Linked DNA regions of Hordeum vulgare: region 1 is linked to region 2. Evidence: chromatin contacts called from public Hi-C data. All regions are on one chromosome and are shown on one strand. Each heading gives the region's core, a stretch centred on a gene start, on an enhancer-like site or on the middle of the called end of the contact. The rest is flanking DNA. Distances are from core to core; before and after follow the strand shown. Region 1 holds the start of LOC123444410 (ras-related protein RIC2-like). Region 2 overlaps LOC123444409 (probable sugar phosphate/phosphate translocator At1g06470).

Region 1 (7,057 bases), core at 718-3,217, 240 kb before region 2:
GCAGGCCGAGCCGGCGGCAGAGCATACCCAGCGCGGTGAAGTGAGATCCGCGTAGGGGCAATTATGCGTGGGAGCACAAATGGCATGCAGAAGAACCCGCCGCCGCCAACCACCGTCTGGGGCTTTGCGGGGGGGGGGGGGGGGTCCGGTTGGCAGCGGCGAGGGGAGTAAGGCGTGGCGGGGGCTTGGAGCAGCGGCAGGGGCGGAGCCACCCAAGTCACCCCAGGGGACGATGCGGGGGCGCGGTCCTTTTTTCCACCCTAGCCTATTTTGTATTTTGCGTTGTATGATTGTCTCCCATTACAGTTGCATGGCATTCAGATCTAATTTCTCAATTTGCAAGTTCCAGTAGCATGTGAGTCATTTGTTGATGGACAAAACAAATTTGTGTGAGCTGTTTCCTAGTGAACACTCTATTCTCAAACGGGAATCACAGAGCTATCATTTTGTCCTATCATTCTATCAATTAGGCAAGAATTCCCTTGATGAACCAAAGACTTATGTATGTCTATAGTCTGTACACACAGCATAGCAAAAAAAAAAAATCAAATCAAGACTGTTATTGTCACAATTTGTACTGCTCCTTATTTTCCGCAATCAGGTTTTCGTCCTATAACCTGTGTCCGAGCCGAGTGTAGGCAGTGGGTTTCCTGATGATGCATCGAAACTGCTCCTTATTTTCTGCATCCCCTCTTTTTGTGTGAATGTTGCTGCTCTAAAGTGGTCTCGATGACCTGCTGCTGCAGTTGCTGGCTAGACAGCTAGCTGATCGAAATCATTTGTATCGTGCTACAGGCCAGATAAGTTGGGAACCAACTTATGTTGTACGAGTGTAATTATACCCCCACATGATTCAGAAACGTAGTGATTCTGTGGCAATTTCTATTCTGAGATCTAGCAAGAATAACCCTCTGCAGTGGTCATTTCATCGCCAAGGCCACACCAACAGATCTTCCAAAACCTGTGACACACCTTTCCTTCTCCAATCACACCCCTCGCATGGTCACACCAAGTGTGCTGGTGCATAATCCAACAATTCCACGATGCATCTCTCCACTGGTTTATGTATGAACTCCAATAAAAGAAGACACCACAGCCACTAGAAGTCTAGAACAACAACAATGGTTTCAACCCCAAACCACTAAACTCTAAGATGTAAGAAACGAAAGTCCAACAGCTAAATCACAAGTAGGTGTCCGATCTAACCTAGAGGACGAATCAAGTGAAACGCAGACCTGAGTTGGGGTACCAAGCAATAGTACTTCATTTGGTATTTGCCACTGCTTTACTACTCCACTCCGATCCACACTATACCAAGATCGTCTAGACTGGCAACAAAAATGAAGCAATCACCAGATTACCAGCATCACCAAACTAATTTGATAGAGCAAATGAATGGCCAAGCGAAGGTAGCATCCTGGGTCCGAAGAAACAGATCAGGAAGCAAGCAAATCCATACTGGCGAGCATACTACTACCAGCGATTTGAACAGCTACTAACAGGAAGTGGCAGGAGTTAGTAATTAAGAGATGGGAGGCGAGCAAGCACCTCTCCTGGCCAGCGGTGTCCCAAATCTGGGCCTTGACGACCTTGCCGTCGACCTGGAGGCTGCGGGTGGCGAACTCGACCCCGATGGTGGACTTGGATTCGAGGCAGAACTCGTTCTTGGTGAAGCGCGAGAGCAGGTTGGACTTGCCGACGCCGGAGTCGCCGATGATCACCGCCTTGAAGAGGTAGTCGTAGTCGTCCTCCGCCCTGTAGGCGCCGCCTCCGCTGCCCGCCATCCCCTTGCCTGTCTCGCGGGTCCTGGACCTTCCTCCTCCCCGGCCAGCTAGTGCTAGGCTCTGGATCTCGCGGGGTCTGGCTGGGTGCAGCGTTGGCGTCGCTGTGGACGACGACGGAGCAGTAATGGGCGACAGCGACACCGTGTGAACTGGGTTTGCTGCCTTGCTGCTGCTACGCAGTCGTAATAAATCTGAAATATTTATTTGGTGCGCCGTTCTTGTGCACGAAACCCCCTGCAGTTTTATGATTTAGGCTGTGTTTGGTTCCAAACTATTTTTAAAGTATTTCAAGAATACTACAGTCAAAATACAATGATTTTAAATACTTTGAGGTGTTTGGGTCTGATTAAAATTGTAGTATTATAAACTACAATATACATAAAACTGTAGTATTTTTGCAGTATTATTACGACACTGTATATTTCGATTGCCAAACATGTCATTGTTTTCATAAACTACAGTATACATTGTCATTGTATAAAAAATTGTAGTATTAAAATACCGAGGTTTAGAAACAAAACATTGCTTTCAACTAAACCTTAGTGTAAAATTGTGCTCTACCTCGAGAGTCAAGATGTAGATCCATTTGGAACATGTATATTTGAAGATGCAAAAGTAGGTGCTATAGAATTTACATCATCAAAAAGTGATTTTATATTTTTAAAAAGGTTTCAACCTCAACAGATGATGTAAAACGATAATGTAAATGGGCAACTCCAATAGTTGATGTAAACTGGAGATGCAAAACTGACCGACCGTCGCACGGCCGCTGTACAGCCGGCAACGGTTGCAAGCGGCGGGGACTGCACAACTAAAGAGATGGCCGGTGTCGTCGGGAGCTCTGTGTGGCAGGCGTGCGTCTTCGCACGGCCGGAAGAACGGCAAGGCTTGCGGCCATCAAGCAGACGAAGTGGCGTGCCTTCACTATCTCTCGCGGGGGGAGGGGGCACGGGTCTAATCTTGGATGAAGCCTACCCCATCGTAGACCTCACACGCGAAGGCATTTAGGCCAGCCGCGGGCGTCGAAGAAACTTCGATTCATCGACGGCTGAAACTGAATCGACGGCTCTGGGCGGCGCCTGGGCGAGGTAAGCGGCTGGGGACGAGGGGTGGGGTGGCGAAGTAACGGCGGGCCCGTGTGGGCGTCGGGCGGTGGACAGCGGCGACGATTTGAAGTGGATTTGGCTGGCAGCGGAGTTGGGCGGCCGCAGCCGGTCGCGCGGAAGGGAAAGGAAGTGGCGGTTGGGTGGTTGGTGGACGGACGCGACTTTACATCTCCTCGAGTTGAAGATGCAAAATTGCACCACAAAGTGGTATAGGATACATCTCGCAGATGTATTTTTTTTGTATCTGCATAATGTCTTGAAGCGGCGTTTTGGGGCCTCGAAGCTGCAAAAGCTAGTTATTTTTTGCATCTACATCTTCTATTGTAGATGCTATAATATCTTTGAGATGCTAGCAGAGAACGAGAAATAAAGTGTATTCCCTCACTTTGTATTAGTTGAGGGACTAGTAGGTAGTAGCAAGTTCATCACAAGGTGTGGCTCCCTCGCATCGCCTCCTCCAGGACGATGGGGGCGCTAACCCTAGCCCCTGCCGCCGGTACCCCCTTCCCGTTCTCATCTCCCCTCGCAATCCTTAAAGGTGACCGTCGGGTAAGTCCATGTGCCGTCGGTGAAGGGGACGACAGGGATTTCGCGACACGCGACTGTGGCACGACTTCCTATTGGGGCGGTCATGGCGATGCGAGATCTTCCTACTGCGACTGATCCTCGTGGTGGTGCTCCGGGGACAACATGGGGATGGCGGACTTGGTAGAGATCTACTACACGAGGGCCCCAAAGCAGCGGCTCCGGACGCGACGGCGATAGCATCGTCTCCATTGGGGATAACGGAGCAAGAGGTGGCTTCATTTGACAGTGCCTAGGGCGGTGGATCAAGGGATCTCGTAACTGGATTCGTCGCCGGAGTCACGTGGCGGCTGAGCTTTCTCCGGTGTCCACGACGCTTGATATGGGAGACATGTAACCTTCCAGAGTTTGTGGATCGGAGGCCAGTTGTGCGTTCACGGATCCGCTCATAAAAATCGTGTCGACTTCGGTCTTGGCGGACGATGAATATTTGCATCATTTCGTTCATGTGGTTGTCTTCTTCCCATCCATACTGCTTTGAGGGGAATCACGGATCAGGGTCTTGTGGATCGGACGATGGCGACACACGGAGCCGTTTTCCCTTCCCACGGGCATCGATTTTTGGAGCATTTGCTTGCCGAGGGTTCCTAAGGTGGTGCGGTGTGGTCTTCATGAGACAAAGACGACGAGTCTGAGTGGTATGGTGTAGCCGGGTCTTGACGACGGACTCTTATGATGGTCGAGTGCAGGGCGGTAGCGCTCACATCATGGTGGCATTGGCGGCAAGCTAACAAGATCATTTCATTGATCATGCATCGAAGATAGGTTTGCACAAGGCGTAACGATGACTTTGAAGCGTGCACATGTAGTGTGCATTAACGGTCTGCTGGATCGATACTTCTATTTTAGATGGTATGTGTAGGGGTGAGGTGAGGAAGACGACCCTCATCATGACCACTATTATCATCAAGTTTGTAGGGAGAGTGATTTTTGTCGCCCAAGGATTGATGTTTTATTTTGTAAGGTAGTATTGAATAATATTTACCTAATAATAAAGCAAAGACGGCTTCTGGTAATACGTCGTTGATGTTTTTATAAAAAAGTCCATGTGTTTTCAACTAATTAACCAACGGTCCTTCTGTAAGTCAGGTCAAACCATTTTTTATATTTTACGCAAAACCCCTATATTTAATCCAAACTAACCCGCAGTCCATTTTTAAATGACTATGAACCGTTTTTTCAGTTTTACATAAAACCCCCTAATATATGTGTTAATCATCTCGCATCTATTAAGAATTAATATATATTTTTAAATAAACATATCTCTTAGACCGTAACTTCAATTTTAACATGTTATACATGAAATTTGATTAAACAAATGTGTAGAATTTGAATATGGCATTATTTTACATGTTCATTATTTTTAAAATGCAATTTATGGCGCAACTTAATAGATGATACACGGTACGTCTTTATTTTGTACAGGCGTTGGTTGGCAAGGAGCGAGCGAAGAAAAAAAAATTATAGTCCTTGGCAATGCTATATTTGTATGAGATTCTCTCTTTATACATGTTGCGCGATCTAGGACCGTACGTATATATCTTATTTTTGTGAAATCTATACGTCTTTACCATCGGATACTATCTTTTTGTAGTGAATATATAAGCAATTTTATGATGTACATTCACTTATAAATTCATGAACATTATAAGTACATCATGGTTTATTTTAAAAATGTTCGAACTATTTGTGTGATAGTCATGAACGTTAATATTGAACCGATAAATACGATCTTAATTTGTGTTTCATTCGATGTATGTGAAAGTGATACATATAGGCTTTCTTAAATAAAGTTAATTTATAGATCGGCCTCGTTAGTATGATCGTAAGTGCGTGCCCTCAATATGAATATATGATGAGTCAAAATCAAAATTGAATCAAAATTAAAACAATAGTTTAAATAAAATAAAATGTTTACTTCCGTTACAACGGAAATTTTTGCTAGTATATTAATAATGATTATTTGATGTAGAGGTAGAAGATTCAGCCTCTCTTTAAAAAAAAAACATGTTCACGACAATGATAAGAAATTTAGTGGTACACGCACAGAGCTTTTGTATCTTCCAACCAAACAAACAGATAAAAAGTGCCAAAAGGTGTGGCGAACAACACATCAGTACTTCATGCACTTGTGAGAGGAAGATGTTAACGTAGGATGTTGCTGTTTGGGATAGTGTTAACCACGCCCAAACTGAAAACGGAGCGATTGAGCAAAGAGGGGGTTGCATCCGTCCGTGCATCTTCACAACCAAAAGCAAGAAGTTTGTTGGCCGGCGCCATGATAATTGAATCTAGAAGGGGTGTAGCCGGAAAAGTCCTTTGCCTTTCGTAGACAGTGCACGCGAGAAGGAGAAGAAAAGCGGTGACGCCTCCTCGTTGGTTGGTGCGTGCGAGGCGTGGGGGAGTCCGCGGCGCGCGGGCTCGGCTCGTGATCTGGTCGGCGCGGTGGATCCTGGCGCCGTCGCGTCAAACGGCGTGCGCTGTGTCGACCCCGTCCCCGTCGACGTCGGTCACTGGTTTCTCATACGTGTGGTGTCGAGGAGAAGGTCCACGGGACACGGCCCCCGCCGTCTGCTTTCCCGTGCATTGGTAAATGCGGCTACGGGGAATGCCAGCGGCGCATCCCAGATCCTGCACATGAACACATCGGACCCCGCGACCCGAATCAATATCATAGCGCGTCCACGGGATCTCAGTTTCCGGCCCCGAATATGTTATACGTTTACACGGTCGACAAATATGTTAGAAATTAATTACTATATTAATTCAAGGGATGTGTTCAATCCGAATAGTCGTGTCTCCTCTCTCTCTCCATTGCCAACAGTCGGCTGTTCTGGAGGGATGCCTCCGAACAGACACCTCTTTTTCGCACCTCTTCCAGATATATATATACTTGAGAATCAATAGAAATCAGGACTAATCATCCATTCACTTTCATTCAATCTCGTTTTACTCTAACACGTTATCAGTCACGTGTCTCTACCGAGAGCAATCAACGCCGGACCGCGTCGGCCGCCCCTGCCCGCGCCAGCCCGTATGCTCCGCACTGCGCCCGGCATCGCCAAGCCATGACCGTCCCGCCGTGCCTCCGTCAGCCCGGCCGCTGCGCCGCGCTCCGCTCGCGGGACACGACCATCGTGCCGTTGGATGAGGCCACTATGCCGGCTGCGCCGAGATGATGCTCGCCGCCTCGGCCCTCTTCCGCCTACGCCAACGGCTGCTTTCGGCCTCGCCTTTGCCGTTGACTCTTGGCCCTCGTCGTGCCGCTCCCCAACCCGCCATCGAGCCGCCGGGCCGCCGCACCAGCACATGGAGGTCGGCCATGCTCGGACTCGCGAATGGCGTGACTTCAGGCTCCGGCCTCCCTGGTGGATCTTCCCCAAAGGAGGAAGATGGTGCGCCCGGCCTCTCTTGCAAAGGGCATGATAGCGGCCTCCGATCGGCGACACCTGAAGCGCACGTGGTGGCTCTTCCCTCCGGTCGTCGTTGCAGGCCCCCTTTCCCCGCGCAGCGCTCGCATCCGGAGTACGCAACCGAAGCAGTGGCCGCCGCCCAGCAGTGCCCGCGCCCGGCCGCACCAGG
Region 2 (6,973 bases), core at 3,358-5,857:
ACCCCTTCTCACAAGCATCTGCAACTATGAAATAAGAATTAAGATAAGTCTAACCATAGCATGAGACATATGGATCCAAATCAACCCCTTACGGAATAACGCATAAACTAGGGTTTAAGCTTCTGTCACTCTAGCAACCCATCCTCTACTTATTAATCGAGAATGTCTTCCCTTAGGCCCAAGTATGGTGAAGTGTCATGTAGTCAACGTTCACATGACACCACTAAAGGAAGAGCAATATACATATCATCAAAATATCGAATGAATACCAACATCACATGATTAGTTGTAACAAGACTTATCCCATGTCCTCAAGAATGAAAGTAACCACTCACAAAGCATGTTCATGTTCAAGATGAGATAATAATTGAATATCATTAAGGATCGGAACAAATAATATTCTAGCCAATAAGCCAACTAGCTTCAACTACACGGTGTAATTAACACTACTAGCAACCCACAGGTACCAATCTGAGGTTTTGAGACAAAGATTGAATACAAGAAATGAACTAGGGTTTGAGATGAGATGGTGATGGTGAAGATGTTGATGAAGATTGGTCCTCCCATGAAGGAGGAAGCGTTGGTGATGACGATGGCTTTGATTTCCCCATCCTGGAGAGAAGTTTCCCTGACAGAATCGCTGTGTCATAGAGAAAAAGTGCTCCTGCCAAGGTTCCACCTCGAGATGGTAGCGCTGCAACCCAAAAGTATTCCTCTTATTTTTTTTTCTTGGTCAAAACCCTTCATATAGCAGAAGATGGGCACTCGGGGCCGCCTGTGAGACCCACAAGGCATCAGGGCACGCCCGCGGGGGGGGGGGGGGGGGGGGGCTGTTACCTTGTGGGCAGGTGGTGGGAACCCTCTGGTACTTCTTTGCTTCAATAATTCTTATATATTCCATACAAATTCTTCATGAGGTTTCAGGTAATTTGGAGTCCAAAAACTTTCCAACTTTTCCGTAGCCTTTCAGGTACAGAATTCCAGTTTTTGGTGATTTCCATCTTTGTGTAAACCTTATAAAATAAGAGAGAAAAGATATAAGTATTTAAAATAAAATAATGCTTGAAAATATTATAAATATCAATAGGAAATCATGATGCAAAATGGAACGTATCAACTCCCCCAAGCTTAGACCTTGCTTATCCTCAAGCGAAAGCCAAACTCGATAATAATGACCATATGATTAGAGAGAGAGGTGTAAATAAAAACAAAATACGAACATAACGGAATCATGACATTGTGAGAGCAGCAATATATTTCTCATGAACACGTGATAAGCTATTCACACGCTAAAGTATGAACCACAAACCTTATTGAAAACTAACAAGCTATATTCTTAGTCATTGAAACAATTGCAATTCATCATGTTTCAAAAGGAGTCTATGGCAGAACTTTGTTTAGCAAGTTCACATACTCAACTATCATATAGTCTTCTATGATTGTTGATACTCATGTCATATTTTTGAAACAAAAGCATCAACCTAACACATGGTTTATAATTTTTAACCACCCAACTACTTATCTCGAGGATAATGTCAACAATAATGACTCGTGATCACCTATATCCAGCTGGATATATATGTCTGAATCTTTCCCTAGCACATGATGCTTGCCAAGTAGAGAGTAAAGAAGGATGGAATAGGGATGCACATTAATGACTCTTGCATAAAAGTAAATACATGAAAGTATAAGATATGCCCTTCGTAGAGGGAAGCAGGGGTTGTCATGCATTTTTTATTTGGATGCACAAGCTCTTAATGTAAATGAACGTCACTTTATATTGCTCCTTAGGATAGCAACCTTTATTATGGAATATGTCGCTATGACAACCTAGGGCAGGGGATGACAACGCTCGAATACCTTCGTCTTTAGGTGATGTTTGGGTTCATTAGCCTCCACATCGCTATGACAAATGCCTGTACCATTTATGTGCATGGCTGGTGCCGCAACATACGGTCAGTTGAGGTGTTTCATGATATGGTCATTGAGAATGCACCTTTCCTTAAGAGATTGTTTCTACTTTATAAAGAAGGTCCAACTAGAATCAGGGTCACTGACGCACGGAAATTGACAGTGTTGGGCTATTCGTGTGTTGAATTCTTCGAACTTGTTATTGGATCCATGTCTATTCAGGTACAACAATCTTCTTCTTCTCCTCCTTCTTCTTATTGTACATCGTGTTTTATCTATTTTTTGTTGATATATGTTTGGCTATCGTCTAGAAATTAATTCCCACGTGCTTCACCCTGTCTCTACACACAGTGAAGAACCTGGCACTACAACCCATCGGCCCCAATATGGATGAAGTTATTAGAATCTTTATATGCTTTTAGAACATGAAGAAGCCATGCATCAAGGTGATGCTCCCTTTCTGTTAATTGTTAACCATAATGGAGTTCAATTTGTTGGTAATTTACCTATGATTACGATGATAAATGTACTATGATTTCTAAAGGAAATTTGTAGGATTCCAATACATATTTTTGAGATGTTAATCATGAACGATTGAAGATCACATGTCAATATACTAGTGTACTTTAGAAATCCTACAAATTAAAGATGCACGTAGTATTCAAAACTGCATCTAGGCACTCATATGTTGTCTTCGTTTGCACATAAAAGTAGGTCGAGGAGTGAAAAATGTGGCGCAATATAACAATCACGTCGAATGCTTTGATTTCCATCTCAAAGAAATTACTTTCAACCGGTACTGAGGCACCATACTAGAAATTGAAATCGTCGGGTTATTTTTTTCACAAAGCAAGGGTGGTCAAGGTAATCAGGTTTGCCCTATATTTAGTGCGCCGAAATGAATGGTTTGCTATTCATCGAGTGCGTCTATAGCTTAATGGAAAAGGATCTACAGAAGCTGAAATTCAGTTTGGAACTTCAAATGACACATTATTTGGAAGTCACTGTATCAAGCCGATATATGACTTCTCGGTGGCTGATCCCTTCGCAGACTCATCATAGATGTTGTGCAAACAGAGAAAATTATATCTCATACGATTAAACTAAGGAACACGTCGGTAATTATTTCATCAGTCGCTGGTAATTGTTTACCAGCAACCGTCTGTACACAACAGACACACAACTTGTTAGGAGGGATCGTTTGTATTATTATCGGTATTCCCGCGCGATTATGATTATTGACCTGTTTGTCAGGTATCACACACATCTTCTTACGCAAAATCGTTTGTGCTCTGTTGTATCATCTCACACGGTTTAACCAAGTGAACTGTGTGCCCTCTATCGCACACATCTGGATCTGCATAGCCAATTGTGTTATATTGGCTAATCGCAACCAGTTCATATGAAACAACTGTATGCCATGTATCGCACACGCAAGTCTCATCTGAATCGTGTCTGGTGGATCAACCATTGCACACAGTTCTTGTCATTGACGACGAAGCTAAGATTATACCGTTTGCGATTCATGAACCACACACAGTTTGATCGAAATGTCCCAGATGCATGTGTCGTCTTAGTACCTTCCTGCAGTAGTGAGGAGTCCTCAACATAAGAGCAAAATATTTGGGTGCCCAATAAAACAAGGGTCTCACTAAAGTCTTTGTCGGTCAATGTCTACAATGGTTAGCATCAGGACTAGCTGAACAAGAACAACACATGTAGCACATTACACATTGATGATCATGAAGCTGAAGACAACACCACCTTTACCATACTATCACCGAGTGTTCACGAAGCTCAACACACTACAACATCTACTATAAACACCATGAACATCATCAACGCCCACAAAGAACATACCGTACCAAAAAAATGGCACCACTAACATCTAATTTACCACATCATCATAGAACACCATGAAGCAATACTTGCATAACCTACCATACTACCTCCATATATGTTCTAATCTACAATATGCTCACAGATCTAAGCTACAACAAGTAAAATGTGATGCTACTTACAGCCATCGAAAGAGTGAGGAGAAAGTAGAGAACAACTCGGAGAAGACGACGATCAGGCAATCAGTGGGAGGTGATGAAATCATCGTCGCCGTTTTTTCAGCGATGAGCTTGAGCTCACGCCATCCCCTTCCTCGCATGAGCTCCACCACTGCATTTCCCCTCCCTGCGCGCGCGAAGCCTGACTCACTAGAGCTACCAATTCGGCCGCAGGACACGGCGTTTTGGCTTCCGGGCTCAGATGAGCCCGGGCATGAACAGTGCCTCGTTTTGAGGTATAAAAAATGTTTAAAAAGATGCAAGATGCTTCTATGTGTGAACTCCCTGTAAATTTTTGTGAAGTTTTGATATTCGAGGATGTGTGAGAAACTTTTGAAAATGGCACTATTCATGCATGATTTTGTTTTTTTACCGCAAGCTCCTGAATGTTCAAACTTCGCAAAAAATTGCAGGGAGTTAACACATAAGAACATCTTGCATCAGAAAAAAAATTGAATTTTTTAAACATTTTTTTAGTCCAAAACGTGGTACTGCCGGGCTGAGAGATGGATTACCGCCGCATTCTTCCCCTGCCAGGCTGAGGAGTGCTTTAACATTCGTGCACATTGTACTGTACAATGCAAGCCAGCTAAACAAAACGATAACATTTACACCCCCGAACCTACATGGGTCTGTGAGCAACCAAACACACCCTATATTTAAAGCTGAATGCAGATGGAAAATCTGGCCTCGAGCTGCTACAACGGTGGGGAGAACATCCAGACCACAGAACATTACCCATTAGCCAGGCTATAATATGCTGATGAAATAACTAAAATGGCAGATATAAAGGCGGGCAAGAGCGATTTAAGAGTGAACAAGGTATCAGTTTCGTAAGTGAAATCCTCTAACTTGGCGCTGAAGATATACACTTTCTCGTGTAGTCAATGAGCGAAAACATTAAGGAGTACAACATATATCATCAATCTAATTTCTTTCATTCTCAGTAAACAACATATGTTTTGCAATGCCAATATATGTGGTGGGCTCACAAGTTGCACCAAAATTGAGCTCTTCACACTCCCAGTAAAATGCGCAGCGGCTGTATTTCTAACGGACCGCAAAATATTCTTATTCTCAATATATAATATACAATTTCTGCACAGCTCTTGGTATGCACTATTTTTGTTTCCGAGTAACAAAATCTTTCTTCTACTTGTATCAGTGTGTCCCTCCTCAATCAGCGACATGATTTATGCATGATCATCATCATGCCCATGCATATGCAGCATAACTCCACAAAGCCGTGGAAGAACACACAAGCAAGCACTGGTGCCTCCGAAACCAAGCGATGTAAAGTCGGTGACAGTGTCCTGAGCCGTATACGCCAGCCCCTAAAATGGTCCGCTGTCTGGAAAGGAGAAAATGTAATGAATGCGGATGTCGAACTGATAGCAAACAATGTAAACTATTCATTCAATTATCCACCTTCTATACTTGGATCAGCCTGTATCATCCTGATCTTCAATATCATCATCAATGATAACATATTTTGAGGCACCATTGGAAGAATGGAAATTTGGGTCAACATGTTTACTGTGGTGGTCTTTCCTGAATTTATGATACCTTCATATATCACAAGAGAATAGTCAGAATAACCATACTAACACATCAGAAATTAACTTACTCTTATATTCCCACTTTATGCTTTCGTAGTCAAATTATGATCAGTGTTTTCTTATGGCTCTTTTATACTTCCTCCGTCCCAAAATAAGTGTCGCAAATTTAGTACTAAATTTGTACTAAATTTGCGACACTTATTTTGTACTAAATTTGCGACACTTATTTTGGGAAGGAGGGAGTAGTAGTTAGTTTTATTGCATTTCTCTCTGTACAAGGTGGCATGACATAGCAAGTTCATTGACTTGCAAATAAGAAGAAAAAAAATGTGGACAGCAGCAAATAAATAAGTTTGACTCCTCTTAAAAAATTTACTCCCCAAAAAAGTTGGCATGTAAACATAGTAAGAAATCTGAAGTTGATTCAGTGAGTCGTAAAATACAGACTGGTAATAAGATAACTTGGAACAACAAATATTTGAACATAGAAAAAATGAATTTCAACTCACTTGTACAGATTGAAAAGGCTGACACCAAATATAATTGTTGCTAGTCCAAATCCCTTTAACCAGGTAAATGGATCATTGAAGAAAAGCACAGCAACCTGTCGGATTGTTTGGCATCACAAGTCACACTTATATGCATGAACAAAGATAAATTCATTGAAAGTAATTATAGAGTGGGAAATCAATACCAAAATTGTGACAGCTTCCTTGACAATCCCAGCTATGGTCACTGTTACAGCACTTGTTACAGAAACGAGAACATATTCTGTCAAAACCTTCAAAGAACAAATTAAGTGATTATAAACCAGATAAAAAATGCTAAAAAGAGTACTTTCTTCTACAGATACCAACAAGAATACTTTGCAAGCATGTCTTAACGACAAACCAACAATAGATGACCGCAAACAGCACTTATTGGTTATTACAAGTATTCATACTCTCGGGGCTTGAAAAAAATGAAATAGTAAGAACCAACAGTATATTGACTGGTTCCAGCGAAAAAGAAAAGGATTTTTTACATGACAAATGTAATGATGGGTAATCAAATGCTGCGGCATAAATGTTGTACTTCCCAGGAAAGAGCTGATCCATACCATGAAGAATGCCAAAGCACCACCTAGAAGCATCAATAAGATGCTTCTTAATGTGTGAGCTGGACTATCAAAGAAGTGACTTGCTCTGACCTCATGCCATGGATCCATGGCAATGGAAATAATTGCAGTTGTTATTGCCATCACCGGGGTAACATAACTCATTAAGGTAAAGGGGTTCTTTAATCCTGCATAACACAATAAAAATGATGCTGTAAAGGATGCTACATTACATATTTATTGAACAAACCACGTTCGATATTATCATTTTGATATTTTTAAGAGAAAACAATGCACATGATCGCTACTAACTCAGATTTTAAACAAAAACAGGTGTCCAATGAAAAGAC

What was found. A called contact is a pair of places that touch in the nucleus more often than the background predicts.
Region 1: a Hi-C map of seedling shows a contact between it and region 2, with 5 times the contacts expected there. The contact joins the promoter of LOC123444410 here to the enhancer-like site in region 2. A contact is called at or near these places in 3 of 6 Hi-C or Micro-C datasets (leaf and seedling) and 1 of 1 datasets of contacts at active chromatin or transcription factors (embryo).

The regions. Positions count from the first base shown.
Region 1 is chr3H:486,797,586-486,804,642 of MorexV3_pseudomolecules_assembly, reverse strand. LOC123444410 (ras-related protein RIC2-like) reads right to left here and starts at 1,967. Exons shown (of 2, transcript XM_045121111.1): 1 at 1,549-1,967. The coding sequence starts at 1,784.
Region 2 is chr3H:486,557,270-486,564,242 of MorexV3_pseudomolecules_assembly, reverse strand. LOC123444409 (probable sugar phosphate/phosphate translocator At1g06470) reads right to left here. Exons shown (of 12, transcript XM_045121110.1): 8 at 6,627-6,811; 9 at 6,222-6,308; 10 at 6,037-6,131; 11 at 5,397-5,534; 12 at 4,886-5,319. The coding sequence ends at 5,411. Among protein-coding and RNA genes, the nearest start is that of LOC123444409, 7.8 kb to the right of the region's middle. Within about 2 kb of position 4,607, at least 1 of the 3 cell types and tissues checked has open chromatin away from gene starts, as enhancers often do. A contact at or near this core is called in seedling, where this site is marked.